Regions from separate parts of the Mus musculus genome. Here all the other regions are linked to region 1. A link is a contact called in public HiCAR-type and HiChIP or PLAC-seq data. All regions are on one chromosome and are shown on one strand. The core of a region is the stretch at or near the end of the contact, and the rest is flanking DNA. Distances in the headings are between cores, read along the strand shown.

Evidence for each region. HiCAR-type assays count read pairs that join an accessible place to other places. HiChIP or PLAC-seq counts read pairs in DNA pulled down with a chosen protein or histone mark.
Region 2: a contact with region 1 is called in a HiCAR-type map of astrocytes, with 2.5 times the contacts expected there. The contact joins the promoter of Hmcn1 here to the promoter of Odr4 in region 1. A contact is called at or near these places in 1 of 484 Hi-C or Micro-C datasets (CD4 T cells) and 4 of 115 datasets of contacts at active chromatin or transcription factors (astrocytes, bone marrow-derived macrophages, embryonic stem cells and 1 more).
Region 3: an H3K4me3 HiChIP or PLAC-seq map of neural progenitor cells shows a contact between it and region 1, with 13 read pairs. The contact joins the enhancer-like site here to the promoter of Odr4 in region 1. A contact is called at or near these places in 3 of 39 promoter capture datasets (the C10 cell line, the HPC-7 cell line and cranial neural crest) and 7 of 115 datasets of contacts at active chromatin or transcription factors (bone marrow-derived macrophages, embryonic stem cells, large pre-B cells and 3 more).

The regions. Positions count from the first base shown.
Region 1 is chr1:150,390,503-150,395,415 of GRCm38.p6, forward strand. It overlaps Odr4 (odr4 GPCR localization factor homolog), which reads right to left and starts at 2,553. Exons shown (of 14, transcript NM_145511.2): 1 at 2,188-2,553. It overlaps Tpr (translocated promoter region, nuclear basket protein), which reads left to right and starts at 2,336. Exons shown (of 52, transcript NM_133780.3): 1 at 2,336-2,511; 2 at 2,854-3,156; 3 at 4,697-4,801. The coding sequence starts at 2,442.
Region 2 is chr1:150,990,531-150,995,443 of GRCm38.p6, forward strand. Hmcn1 (hemicentin 1) reads right to left here and starts at 2,905. Exons shown (of 107, transcript NM_001024720.3): 1 at 2,254-2,905. The coding sequence starts at 2,521.
Region 3 is chr1:149,860,228-149,865,140 of GRCm38.p6, forward strand. Pla2g4a (phospholipase A2, group IVA (cytosolic, calcium-dependent)) reads right to left here. Exons shown (of 18, transcript NM_008869.4): 11 at 4,889-4,913; 12 at 4,684-4,776; 13 at 828-899. Among named protein-coding and RNA genes, the nearest start is that of Pla2g4a, 99 kb to the right of the region's middle. Within about 2 kb of position 2,759, at least 67 of the 459 cell types and tissues checked have an H3K27ac peak or open chromatin away from gene starts, as enhancers often do. A contact at or near this core is called in neural progenitor cells, where this site is marked.

The sequences.
Region 1 (4,913 bases), core at 1,303-3,802:
ATTCTTTTCTGTACAACTAAAATGCAGCTTTGGAAATCTTTTTTTTTTTTAATTTTTTAAATTTATTTTATTTATGTGAGTACACTGTCGCTGTCTTCAGACACACCAGAAGAGAGCATCAGATCTCATTACAGATGGTTGTGAGTAACCATGTGGTTGATGGGAATTGAACTTAGGACCTCTGAAAGAGCAGTCAGTGGTCTTAACTGCTGAGCCATCTCTCCAGCTCCCAGCTTTGGAATTCTTAGTACAGTGCTATAAGAAAAAACTCCCGCTGCTAGGCAGTGGTGGCGCACGCCTTTAATCCTAGCACTTGGGAGGTAGAGGCAGGTGGATTTCTGAGTTCGAGGCCAGCCTGGTCTACAGAGTGAGTTCCAGGACAGCCAGGGCTACACAGAGAAACCCTGTCAAAAAAAAAAAGAAAGAAAGAAAGAACTCCCTTGGGGCCAGAGTGGTGGCTTAACGGTTAGCAGCCCATGCTGCTTTTCCACAGAGCTTGGGTTCGGTTTCCAGCATCCAAGTCCAGAGGTGCACAAATGCCTTTAGCTGCAACTCCAGGAAATCTGACTCCCACTTCTCAAGTCTGCACACATGTAGCTTGTTCACACAAATATACACACCAAACGATAATAAATCCAAAAATCTTTTGAGAAAAGAAAAGAAGGAACAAGAGTCCCAGCCAGATATGGTGGTGCAAGCCTGGAATTGCTGTACCCTTGAGGATGAAACAGACTTGGCGCTTTGAGCTGGAGGCCAGCCAAAGCTATATAGTGAGTTCTGGGACAATCTGATCTAAAGAGTGAAACCCTGCCTGGAAAGACACAGGAAGAAAACAAAACAACAATAACAAATATAATTACCAATTGCCATGAGAAAGCAAAGTTACTTCTCACTCTTGGGATAAGGAAATAAGGATACCATTCAACACATCTAATTTCTTATTTTAGATCTACTCCTTAGCTGCATTCTCTATGACAATTTATTGGTGAACTTCGATATTCTTGTTTCTAAAATATGGAAGCTGAATTTCTGATTAGTTCATTAAGAGGAGAGAGACTCAAATTTGTTTACCCAATAGTGACTGTAAAACGACTGTTTTCTACAAATTGTGCAAGGTGGGAAGGCACAAATGTGTGATTGCTGCTATGAGACAACTCCTAATAACAGCCACTTAGGTAACCAGTCTGCAATGACAATTATCTATATTGCTTCAATTCTACACGGGACATTTTTCTAAGGACTTCACATGTATTGATATTTAATACAAATTCCTGCACGGTAAGTACTATTATTGTCGTCTCCGTTTTATACATAAAGAAATCAAAAAGAAATGTTAAATAACTCCTCCAAATGACTAAAGTAGTGAGTGTGAAAGGTGGGATTTAAGTTCTCTCAATCTGTTTTGCTTGCGGTGGCAATGATACTCAGCCCTTCAATTGAATCATTGCAGGAACATCTCCTGTTCTCATCTCCTGTCCTCTTCTTCAGCTTGTGAATTCAGTTATGAATCTCCTACTAATTTAATCCCTCCCATCCCCTTCATTAAGACAGAGCCTGACTCCTAACACAGGCTGTCCTGGAATGATAACCCCCCCACCTCTTAATCCCTGTAGCTGACACCACAGGCATGTGCTCTCCTTATTTTCAATCAAAAGGCAACAAATTCTTCCAGAAAAGTACCCAGCCATGAAACGAAGTACACGCTGATATTGCTGAGTCGTGTTCGGGAAACAGACATAGTTCTGTTACTGTGGCAAAATGACAAGTGTCTCAATAAAACTGTCCTAAAAATGTTAAAATTAAAAACGTCAACATCAGACATTTGCCTGCAATGTCATCTTACTACATAAACAACAAAATTTGATTTTTTTTCTGTTTAAAATATTAACCAGACTACTTTAATTTCGCACTAAGTCATTCGGTACCTCACACCCACAAAAGCATGTAGGTACCAGGTTTGACACTAAGCTAATCTCCTCCGAACAGGGCTTGAGTGTGCACCAGTGACTGACTGTTCCATATGGTCCCTAAATCCTTTCTTTTCTCCCCGAAAAGGAAGCTGGTGGTGCCCGGGTGCACACATATTCCTTGGCCGACTAACTTGATCTCAGAATGTGCACATGTGGCAAATAAATCCCTGGAGCTTTCTGTCAGCGAGAGAACTCGAGTTAGGGTACAAGTAGCTACCTTCAAAGGCCAGGTGCCACTCAGGTCCCCACGTCCACAGCCAATGATCTCATCAGAAAGCGACAGCAGAGACACTTCCTACTCCAAACGCGGGTCGCGGCCCCAACGGGTGCAGACTGATGACGCAAGCCGTCCCGCACCCATCTCCGCAGCTCTTCTACCCAAGCGAGGGAGGCCTGCACCCCGCCCCTCTCGGGGCACCGTTAAGATCGTGGCGGTAGCCCAGAGCCTGTCGAGACACCCTGCCGTGACCCATGACCTCTGGTGGCTCGGCTTCTAGAAGTGGCCACAGAGGAGTACCCATGACATCCCGGGGTTTTGACGGTAAGGTCGTCTTGCTCCTCCGGGATAAGGACGAGGGTGGCTGCGTACTTATGTAGCGCCCCCGCGCGGGCACTCGTCACAGCCATAGGAGGCGAGCCGGGGGCGGGGAGAAAGAAGGAAGTGGGGCGAGAGGTGCGGCCTGAGCGCGCGTAAGCGGGTGAGAAATACACTACATTTCCCAAGAGTCTCTGGGGCTGGAAACCGGTGAAATCCCCAAAAAACTGGGGCCGAGGCTGCTGTGAACTCGCTTTCCCAGCGTGCCTAGCTCCCGGTGGCTGCGTGCGCAGAGAGGGCGCGGCGGCGCGGCTCTGGCTGCACCTAACGCGGGACTCTCTTTCCCAGGGTCCCGCCGCGGGAGTCTCAGGCGGGCAGGCGCGCGAGAGACCGCGAGCGAGGCGGCGGACGGGGCGGCTCCGGCGGCTGGGCTCCGCGCTTCTCCTTGCTCCTTGGCTTCTCCTTCAGCCGCTGCGGCTGTTGCCGCGATCCCGGCCGACATGGCGGCGGTGTTGCAGCAAGTGCTGGAGCGCCCGGAACTGAACAAACTGCCGAAGTCGACGCAGAACAAACTTGAGAAGTTCCTGGCCGAGCAGCAGTCCGAGATCGACTGCCTGAAGGGGCGGCACGAGAAATTTAAGGTGGAGAGTGGTAAGTGTGGAGACGCTCTTCGCGCTCCGGTCTGGAGCTGGGGCCCGACCTCCTTTGCACGCCTGCCCTCTTCTCCCTGGTGAGGTGTTCAGGTAGCAGCTTCTCAGGCTCCATGTGCAGCGGAGGCCTTCTCTCTTCTCCCCGCTGTGTGGTTTAGATCGGGGGGCGGGGGGATCCTCCCCGATCTAAATCCACCTTCGTTTACCTCGGTTTCCTTTTACTAAGCGTAGTCTTCTGTGGAAACTCCTCAATGGGCCCACCGACAGAAACTGGAGAATTTGGCCCAGTTTGCACCAGATTTTTAGGACTATGCAATCCTAATCTAATGTTGTTTTGCTGTACTTTAAATGACAGTTAAGCGCCCCCCCCCCAGTTTGTTTGTTTTTAAACTGGATTTATAAGCCTTTACCCATTTCCCCCCTTTAGTGCCTTGTTTTAGTGTGTATAGCACCCTGTGATCTAATAATGCAGTAGATGGTCGCGATGAGGAATTTGTATACAAAAGGACGGTACTAGAAAGAGCAATGAAATGCGATAAATGAATATATGGTGGTTCTCCCAGAGCGTTGAGACTTGATAGGAAATATATAATAAAAATATCTGCTTGTACGTTCTTGTCGTTGCTTTTGTATAAGGAAATTAGAGACATAGCTTAAATATTCTTGGGAGAAAGAAAACAGTTATTTAAAAAACAGAGCCGGGCGGTGGTGGCGGCGCACGCCTTTAATCCTAGCACTTGGGAGGCAGAGGCAGTCGTATTTCTGAGTTCAAGGCCAGCCTGGTCTACAGAGTGAGTTCCAGGACAGCCAGGGCTACACAGAGAAACCCTGTCTCGAAAAAAAAAAGAAAGAAAAAACAGAATTTTTTGTCACATGTTTTGGTTTATCATTAATTGAGGGAATGGGGTCTATAGTATGGTAGATTGATTAGAAATTTCCACCTAATTTAATTTTTTTCTTCAATAAAGTGTAGTTATCAAGCAACGTTGATAAGTAAAAATATCCAGTTATTTTGTGACTCTTAAGAAGTTTGTATAATATACTGTATTCTGTTAATTAATTTACACACAGTCAATACTGAGTAATTTATATGTCCCAATAATGGGATGAAGTAGACAAATGCAGTCCCTTTTTGTGGGAAGTCTGCATGTTTATTTTTACAGAAATTTAGGCATCATTTAAATTATTTTTACATTAACCCCTTTAAAACAATGCACTTTTTAATTAAGTATTTTTATTTATTAGGTAACTTATATTTAAATGTTTAATAATCTCCTGAGATCTGGAGAAAATACAACCTTGCCTGCCTAGATGAAATTAATTTATGAACCCTCTTTTAGTCAATGTTGTCTTTATATGCCAGTTAAGAATAACAGGAAAGTCCTTTTCAGTTTTTAATCTGTTTATTAAGATTAAAATTTCCAATAGTGTATCTTAAGTTTTGCAGTCAGTATTAGAAGAAATAAACAGTGGTATTAATACTGCTTTCAAGGGCACGTGTGCATGATGTTATTCATAGTGTGTGGACTTGTCTTTTGTAGAACAACAATACTTTGAGATAGAGAAGAGGCTCTCACAGAGTCAGGAGAGGCTTGTCACTGAAACCCGGGAGTGTCAGAACTTGAGGCTGGAGCTTGAGAAGCTAAGTAAGTATTTGATTATATCTTTATAACTGTTCTTGGATGCCCAGCTACACCTTTGAAAATCACACTTGCAGGGAGCTGCCCCTCCTGGAAACAGACTTTCCAGGTAGCAAAG
Region 2 (4,913 bases), core at 1,655-4,154, 600 kb after region 1:
AATGTGTATTAGAGACTATTTAAAACGCCATTTGTAGAACAGTCACAAAATATCACAATCAGAAATGTCCGTAGGCCTGCTCAAGTCCAGTTCCTTCGCTCTGATTTTGAAACTGAGCTTCAAAAAGGGAAATTGACTTTTCCCCAATGTCAGTAAGATATCAATCTCCATTCAAGGCCCTTCCTGTCATTACATCCTGATCATCAGCTGGAAAGGAAACAAAACCTCTCAATGAACACATGGGCGCACACAAAGAGGAAATCAGAAAAAAAAATCACACAATGTCAATAATCAATTAAAGTGAAATTGAACTTAAATGTCAATTGTATGTTTTAACTTCTATTTCCCTATCTGCAAAAATAGTTTAAATATACTTGGATAATATAAGCTGTTTCTCATCCTCTATTTTTAATCATAAAGGAAATAGAACCAGTATGTACATTGAGTTATAAACACAGTTTTATTAAAGTTTAAACTTCTAATTATTTTCTCATCCAATTTAATTCAAAAAGGGGTCTAGTTTTATTAGTCACTGGCAATTAACATTCCACGTTTCCCCACTATGAATTCTGGTTGCTAAACTACAGTAAAATCAACTACAATGAGTTAAAGACTTTCTCACTGGATACCAGTTGGGAGGCAACACACACTATACAATGTTATAAAATATTTCCACATCATTCCAAAATATGGTAATTCGGCATCCATTTATGAGATGAAACATATTTTATATTTTTCCAGTAACATAATCTCATCAATTTTGAAGCAAGCAACTTGTGCTATAAATTAGCAAAATCCGCTTTTACTTTATATTTGAGTCAACTTCAGAGTCATCCCTGTTGAGGAAGTATGTTTAGCCTATTCCAAAATAACAAAAGCCTTGGACTGCATCGTAAGTGACATCTTATAAATTGAAACATCATGACATTTGAAGTGTCTTAATGAGACAGTAAACACGGCAAATGACCATCAAACTCTTGATTCAAATAGAAAAGCATATCATGTCCGATCAGTGTGGAAATGCATGCATATACTGCAGAAGACCAGGACTGCTTATTGTTGTCATTGAAGAACTTTAAAATTCCAGAAAATTCTAGCTCCCTCTCAATATATCCCAAGGACATCTTTTTAAATAGCTGAAATACACCACATTTAATAACCAGCAATAATTAGGATTTTAATATGCCTGGCAAATGCACAAGGAAGGGGGGAGGAAACCACCAAACCAGAGATCTTCAACATCATGCTCTCATTGTGAAAGAGGTTATGCCAAAGTCTAGAGAAGAGAGAATTTCAAAAGCAAGGGGAATGTGGGAGAGCAGTGGGGGAGGGCTCTTAAGAAACCACTGTTTTATTTCTTCCACTGAGCGGCTACTTGCCTAATGAAACTCAGGTGGACACAAGACAGTAAGCCCTGGGGCTCCCCCTGTAATGCTACCCTCCACGATGACAATGAGGGCTCCTAGGAGCCTCGCAGAGAGGTGCTACTTGAAAAAGAAACTGCAAAAGAGTAAATAGGATCATGTTACAGTACAGCAGCAGAAAGCCACAGCTGCAGGGCACAACATAAAGCTATTTTTCTTCAACTACCTTTCAAGAGCACAGACCTAGCAAATTGCATGCATTTGTACCGCCTGAGACATGAACATACTGTTTACACACATCGGTGAATCTAACTAATGATGACCCGGTGCCACGGTGAATAGATTCAGTTACAGAATGAATGGCTTCTGTCTTTCATTTTCATGCCTCCAGTTCCAATCCTAGCTGCTATTTACAGACTTGCTCATGTGCCCTGCAGCAGGTCTGATTTTCTCCCATGTGAGGCTATCTTGAGAGTGTGTGCTCGCTTGCGCTCAGTGCCCTGCTGCTGAAAACCCCATTCCTGTCCCGTGGCTGCCTTAGCAATTGAAACAGTCTTTAGCTTGAAAATGCAAGCAGGTTAACTCTGAGCTTGCTGCTGTTGCTACTACAAAGTCCTGGTTCTCATCTTCAGAGGACCACATTTCCAGGTCAGGGCACCACTGTTTAATCCCCCTAAACAAGCCATCTACTCACTCCATGGCTAAGCCTTGCTAAACTGAGATATAACCCCAGATGCCAGTAGGCAATTCTTTGTTACTATCGTATTCCGCTGCATTTTTTTAAATGCTTTTGAAACTTTCTGACAATATAACAAATTCATAGCATAAGAAATAATAGAATTATGAATCACCAAGCACAACAAATACAGAGAGTAAGTATTCCCCTTACCTGGATCATGGAAGGGCACCAAAGCAAAGTTGTAAAGAGGTCTCTTAGGTCTTTTCAAAGACGTCTCCAAAATTTTGGAAGCCCCTTCAATAACCTGAACTAAATCATCATACATGGACCCAGTCACATCAAACACAAAAGCCAGCGTGGACGCCCCCTCAGGAATCTCCTCAGCCCTGCTCTCAGACTGCGGAGTCCCATCTCCAGCTAGGGAAGAACGAAAAAGAGCCACCAGGAATACTGTGTGGACCACTTCCTGGGCAATCATTTTTTTCTTTTCTTTTCTTGTTTTGCTCGCTGCTTTTCTCTTTGCCCTAAGCTCCTAACCACTGTGCTTACTCCTCAACAGCAGGCAGAGGACTGGCTTCCTCTCTGGTGCCTCATCAGGCTTTTGCAGTCTCTGAACTAACTCAAAAGTTTTGGAGCGGAGAATGAGATGCAGACCAACCCGGAGCCCGGCTGCCTCCAGGAGCTGGGCTGGGCTGGGCAGGGATGCGGCGCCTTTTGTCCGGCTGGGTAGGTCCTGGGCTCTAAGCGGCCGCGTGCAGGGAGCTGCGAGTAGCCGAGCGCCCGCAGAGCGCGGGGTCCATGCCCTGGGGGACGCTGCGAGCCTGCGGTGCCGCCTCCGCCGCCGCGCTCCAGGCCAGCGACTGAGCCTCCCAACTTTCCACAGCTAGCCCCTTGGAGGCGAAGCCCGGCGCGACCTCTCCTTCTGATTGGCCAGCGGCCGTCCCTCCTCTGCTGGAGCCCCCACCCCGGAGGGCGACTTTCCCCCTCTGTGAGTTCCAAGTCTCTCCAGTACCGGGGAAGCGCTCGCAAAGTCAGCTCTGGTGTTCCCTTCAGAGCTATAGCCAATCTCCAAAACTCCAAGGTAAACAATGGCTTTCAGGAATGTGTGGCCCACTCCCAAATTCAAGGGCATCACATTAGCTAGCACAAAGGGAATTGGTGCACGTTTTTTCCCCTAATGTCTGTGCAAAGCTGCTTCAGACAACACCTAATTCCCCAGCCCACCCCAAGTGCAGAAGCTAAGATGCCCCAGCCTAGCTTCCTGTCCCTCAACCCAACATTCAGCCCCGCCAGAAGGGGGAGCTGGAGCTTTCTTTCCTCTAGGCTGCAGCTACAGGATGGATGGTTCTTTGATCTTCCTTGGGGAGTGTTTAGATGAGAGGAAGGCACGGAGTTGGGAGAGGCAGGGAGAGGGAGCTGTAGAGGCAAAGGAGAATGGAAGGAGATAGGGGGAAAGTAAGAGACATCACAAAGTCCCTAGCTGTGCTGTGGAACTGGGAAAGGAAACTGGGTATCAATAAAACATTGACGTCCAATAGAAAGAGCAGTGTTTGTCTGTCTGTCTGTCTGTCTGTTTGTTTGTTTGTTTGTTTTTAAAGAAAGAAAAGAAAAGGGGAGGGGAGGGGAAGGGAGGGGAGAAAAAATTCTGGGGGAGTTGAAATTTCGTTATCAAGATTCACTTTGCTGATCAGCCTAAATCCTCTGCGAAGCATGGTGATGCGATAGTATTCCCATTTCACATACCCTCCAGTACAACTATGTGTCACGTCTCAGGCAAAGATCCACTGAAATGTTGTTCCTCTCAATGACATTTTCCTGCCAAAACTTAAGGAAACTTTACGGTGGAAAACATTACAATGTTCTTCCAAGTCGCAATCATTATATACATTATAGCCGGATTAACAGATTTCAGAAGGTAAGCGAAGAAAGTCATTCATGCGCTAACCATTCTTTGTTCCCCTTTAATAAATACGCCCCCCTCCCCCAGGAAAGGGGCTATTGTCTGGATGCAAGCATTCGAAGTACAGCACTTGGGCAGCTTTAAACTGGGTTTGAGTGTGTATGAGACCACCCTCTAGCATGGGGCAGCCTGAGAAAGGGCCAGCTCCCACCAGCCTTTTATAATCTCCAACTGTCTTCTCTTTCAGACCCACCATCTGTGGAACTTGATTTTATGATACCTATAAGTCATGTCACTTAAAGGAAGCACACGGGCCATTTGGGCTGGTGTGGGAACATGAGAGGAGAGGGAGGGAACATGTTTCCTTTCCAAGTAGTATTTAGAGAATGTTGAATGCTATTTGAGTAGTCCATTCCTTTGTTTATTTAAAAAGGATTTCATTCTAGGTCATAGAGACCTGAGTTATTCCAGGTGCTCAGAGAGGTGGGAGAGTTCTGCATTCTACACCGGGTGTAGACAACCAGGTGCTAAGTCCTGCATGGGGCTTAATAGCTGTGACCTTCAGCAAGCTACCTACCTTCTTCCTGCCTTTTTTAAAATTTATTTACTTGTAATAGGAAACATGGCAGTTACCTAATCAGAATTAAACGATCTATACGTGTTCCAGATGCATTTGGAGGAAAGGGAGTGGTGTTGTGTAAATTGACTATTCAACAAATGTGAAACAGATTTGTTTAATTGTGTTAAACAAATCTTAAATTAAAATTAAATCTTAATTAAGTTAAATTTCCTATATCATTACTGATTCCTGCCCACTTGTGACCAGTTATTGAGAATCGTATTGAAATATAGGACTCTGTGGATCTGTCAATCTTCTTGAAGTTCTGTGAGGTTTTGCTTTGTGCCTTTTGAACGTTTGTAACTAAGTGCAGAGAGTATTATGTCCTCTTGATTGATAAACATATCTTTA
Region 3 (4,913 bases), core at 1,509-4,008, 530 kb before region 1:
TTGTCTTATAAAGACATAAGAGCAGCCTGGCTATGAGAACAGAATCTTACTCTTTAGTGATAATTGGGATGTGTGTGTGTGTGTGTGTGTGTGTGTATGTATGTGTGAACTACTGGGTGCATTTTTATCAACTGTTTTGTTGGAAAGTTGTCCACATATAGAATCTTCTCATTTTTTCATTAACAACAAATACCATGCGGCAACCAATATCTCTCACCCTCACTCATCCTCCTCACCTTCATCCTCATCCCAAATGTCCTGCTGACCACTCTGACCCACACCAAACTGATATCTCGCTGCTGTGTCCCAATGCAAAATGAATCCCTGATACCCACAGGTCAAATGTGCAACAAGTCTTGATAATTTTAACACATTTCACCACTGCGTTCTTAGTTAGAGTTGGTTTACTGACCATAGCAGAACGCTAAGGCGCCCAGGCAGACCTTTCACGTGGCTGAATGACTATTTAAATGTAAATATTTTCACGAATGTTAAAGACACTAAACATATTCCCCAATCCCGCTTTCCACACTAAGAGGTCCCAGCTCGTTAATCAGGCTTTGGACAGAATTCAGTACGGGCGCCACCTCAGACAGGCCCATTTGTTGGAGTATGTACATATATGTGAGACGTTAAAAGCAAGGGAAAGGTGTGATTGTGTTGCCTCTCATGTTCTATGCAACAGTCCTGTCTGCCTCTGGACAGCCCCCATGCTGACACTTCAGGACTTAGAAGGTCATCAGTGCTTAGAGACATAGAGGTGGACTGGATGGACAATGCTCTCCCCTCCTCCCCTCACACTCTCCCAGAAGCTCTCGCTCTCTCACCTTTGGGTCCTTGAGCCTCATCATCACTGTCGGAGCTGTCATTACTCACGATGTGCTTTGCTGTAATATTTTCTATGGGAAGAAGACAAAATCATTGAGACATCTTGGGGATCAGATTCACAACTAAATTTACGGGGCAGACGAGGGAGTATTGGTGCAAGTCTTTAATTCCAGCTCGCAGGAGGTGGGGGCAGGCAGAACTCTCCGGGTTCAAGGCCAGTTCCAAGCCAACCAGAGCTATGTGGTGGTCGCATTCCTTTTTAACTGTGGAGAAGTGATCAGAGCAAAACTACAGGAGGAGGACTACTGTGTCTCCCTGGAACTTTAGCCTTAGTGTTGTAAGTGGACACTTACCAGATTCGCTAATTTAAAAAAAAATGTATCACTGAGTGAAATAATATCCCAGTAAACAAAATTAATGTAAATTTATCAATTCCTAGTTTTAAGGAAAGGGCTTTTATGAGTTCATTGTAACTTTAATAACTGCTTGATTATATTTTTAAATAGTGTTTATGAAAGAGAATAAAGGACAAAACCAGATCTACAAATGATCTACTTACTAAACAGTCTCCAGAACATGGAGAACAAGTACTCACTTTATTTAACTTCTGATTTTTTTTGCCAACACTGAAAACCATCTGTCGGTTTCCAGTATGTGAATAATTTGTCTTTTTTTTTCTTTTCAAAGCATACTAAGACCAGCCATGAAAGCTAAGAAGCACTACATAGCCTTAATATCAACATAGTGGTAAAAGCTGGTCTAACATTTCACCATCCTTTTCCCAGGGGAAATGCATCTAATTTGTGAAACCTGACAACTATTCTTGTGATTAATATTTGCAGAAAAATCAGACTTTCTGCTGGTTCATGTGAACTATGCTTCGTAGTGACTTTTTCTTTTTCTTTGCTAGCAAATAGAAAAGACTATATTTTTTTATTCAATTTCAATACACTAGATCCAAATTTAGCAATTTTACTCACAAGAACCACTTGGGAAAACGCAAGCTCAAAAAAAAAAAAAAAACCAAGGGGTGTGGCATGCAGCTCCCCATATTTCTCTCTTTATATTTGTTAAGCTCACATAAATAGCAGATGCATGGACAGTTACATAATGAAAAGGTTAGTAAATTCCTGAGAGGTTAAATTTCACTTTTACTGGCATTAGTTATAACTACAAAATTCAACAAAATAAAATACTCAAAATGTGATTTTTTTCTTTTCCTATTATAACTGTGACAGCAGTAATTCTGTTCCACAGCAGAGGCGGGTAGTAAAAAAGACACACCCCAGTTGTCATACACTTTGGGTTGCTCTGCTGCTTGCTATCTGCACTTTTCTTTCCTTAGACATTTTCTCCTGTCTGTCTCTATGGCTTTGGTATGTCCTACTTTGGCTGCATTTAGTAAGCGAATTTAAGAAAATGGCACTGTTTTCTTTATAAGGATGTTTTTAGAGCTTGACTGGATTTATCTGAACTCATCTCTGGTATCTTTACATAGCTCACTTTAGTAGTAAAATTTCCCACATCAAACAACTCTTTGAGCAAGTAAATTATTTCATTTAAAGTTATTTAATCAGGGTTCCAGTTCACCTTAAAATCTTCACTAAGGTAATAGAGTAAAAAATAAACAAACAGACAAACAAACAGGCAAACAAGTCCCCTCTGGGTGCCCCTTAAAAAGAGAGACCCCACTTAGTCAAAGGATGAAGCAGTCCCCAGAAGTCTCGAGAACCCTCAGTCACCTCTTCAGTTTCATTTCTGGAAACCCTTACATAATCTGAGCTAACATGCCTCCTGCTGACCAGTGGAGCCCAAGAACACAATATCCACTGCCCTCAGTCTGACACAAAACAGCCAGTGGCCAGACTGCTGGCCCCGAGGGGACTTCTCCACAGAGATTTCTCAGCACTGTGCGCTGTAAACATCTTCCTTTTCCTTGGCCTGCAGCCATTGTCTCGCCCACCTTCTGATGTGTAATTTCAGCCCTATTCTCTTCCTGCCTTAGGAGGAAAAAAATAATAATTAACCTGAGTTATCAGGATTATTCAGCAGAGAAGGAACACAGGAAGCAGGCCACCCGCGTGGGCTCCCTCTCTGCTTTCCTTTCTCTTTTTAAAAACCTTCACGTAGTTCAGAAAAGACTTGTGTGATTCAGAAAAGACTCAGTGGTTTCCACAAAACTAAAGTTGAACAGGTCATCTACCAGGGATGCCACTAAAATAAACCAAGCAGGATTACCTCACCCCTACACTTTAGCTCAGGCTAACCTAGATCTTCTTATAAAGCTCAGATTAAAGGTGTCATCTTACAATCTTCTGGTGGGGAACCCCGATTTGCTGTTGGTGGTGGTATAATGTTGGGGATCAAATCTAGGGCCCTGCACATGCCAGATAAGTTATCAACCACTGAGGCTGCCTCCCAGACCTTCTTCATCTTTATACACTTTGATTATATTTTAACCATGAAGAAATAGTGACTCTATTAAAGATCACCTCTGGCTCCAGATACTACCCACTTTGCCGGCCCCCTAACTTAGTGATGCTTGGATGGACCAAGTACTACCAACTATAACTGCCCTTTCTGCTTGATTTAATGTGTATTTAGAAATAGTTGGTCCTAATGAAAAGGTACAATCACTTTCCCAGTACTTACTTAGGAATGATCCAAATGAACAAATGGAACTCTTAAAGAATAGACTAATGAATCTTTGCATGCTATATATAACTATCAACAAGAGAAAGAAAACCTCTCAGGAGGAGAAACAGTACTACTACTCAGAAGGACATGTATGGTACTCCACGCCATGTTACAATTAGAGTCTCTTCTGCATAAAGCTTCATTATGTCGATAGCCATTGCCCATGATTGCTGAAGGTCACATATTGGTGGTGGTGGGGGGGGGGGGGACGGGGAAAGCAAATAAACATTTTACATAAATACATTTTTTAAAATGAATTGATTATTTTTAAAATATCATTTTTTGTATCCTGTGTTCTCCAAACAGACCAGAGATATTTCATGAACAGGAGGGCGGGGAAGATGTAATTGACTGGTAGCCCTGATCCCTGATACATTGGCTCCAAATTCACTCATTCATTATTCTTATTTGTTTTCTTTCTGAAACAGGATTTCATGTGTCCTGAGGAGTTCTCTGACTTGTGCCCCATGCCATGGTTCATGTTCCTGGGGATCAAATGCAGGATGTTGCAGACTATGGAGTGCTCTATAAACGGAACCACATCCTTGTCCCAAAATCTCTAATTCAGCATTGAACTCCACAGTCCATCAAAACATAGTGCTTACTGGGCATAGACCTCAAACCTCTGGGCAAATCATGATGATATGCACCACTTTTTAAAGTCAAATTTATTCATCCAGAAAAACATATTTCTAGAGTTCTATTTTAATAATGAATATAATCCACTAGTTCTCCATAGAGGTTGTCTATTTTTTAAAGATTTGGAACACTCATTTTTGAATTATTATAGGATGTTTGATTTAAAGAAAACCATTAGTTTTAGCTTACAAGACATGACTTAATTTATCTGCTTTTTGTTCTTGCTTTTGTAGTGTGTACTAGAATCATCTGATAAGCTAGAAACGAATGCCAGATGTAAAGCTCTTCTTAGGAACAACGAGTAATCTTTGTAAATTTCACAACTGAAATGCCATTAACAGTGCTTCAATAATTTGGACATGATTTTTAGGAAACACTTAAATTGTTTCAACCAAGTTACTGATGAATTCAGAATTAAATCCTTATGAAGATTTAATGTTCTCCACATATATGTGAGTCGTTTATCAGTATAGTTAATTATCAGTGTAGCTTTTCATCATCCGAAGCCTTTTACAATACCTAATTCCTCTTCCATTGTAGAGCCTTTATTCTGTGAGCCAGAAACTCCCAAAACTCTGTTGAACAGTATAGAAAAGGCACTGCCCCAGACACCTAGAATAAAAGAGAAAAACAGTAACTTCAAATGCATTCAAATTTAAGTTAGTTGAGAAAGAGAGAGGGAGAGAGGGAGAGAGGGAGAGAGGGAGAGGGTTTGATCACTCACCCATCAAGAAATGCAAGGGGTTTTC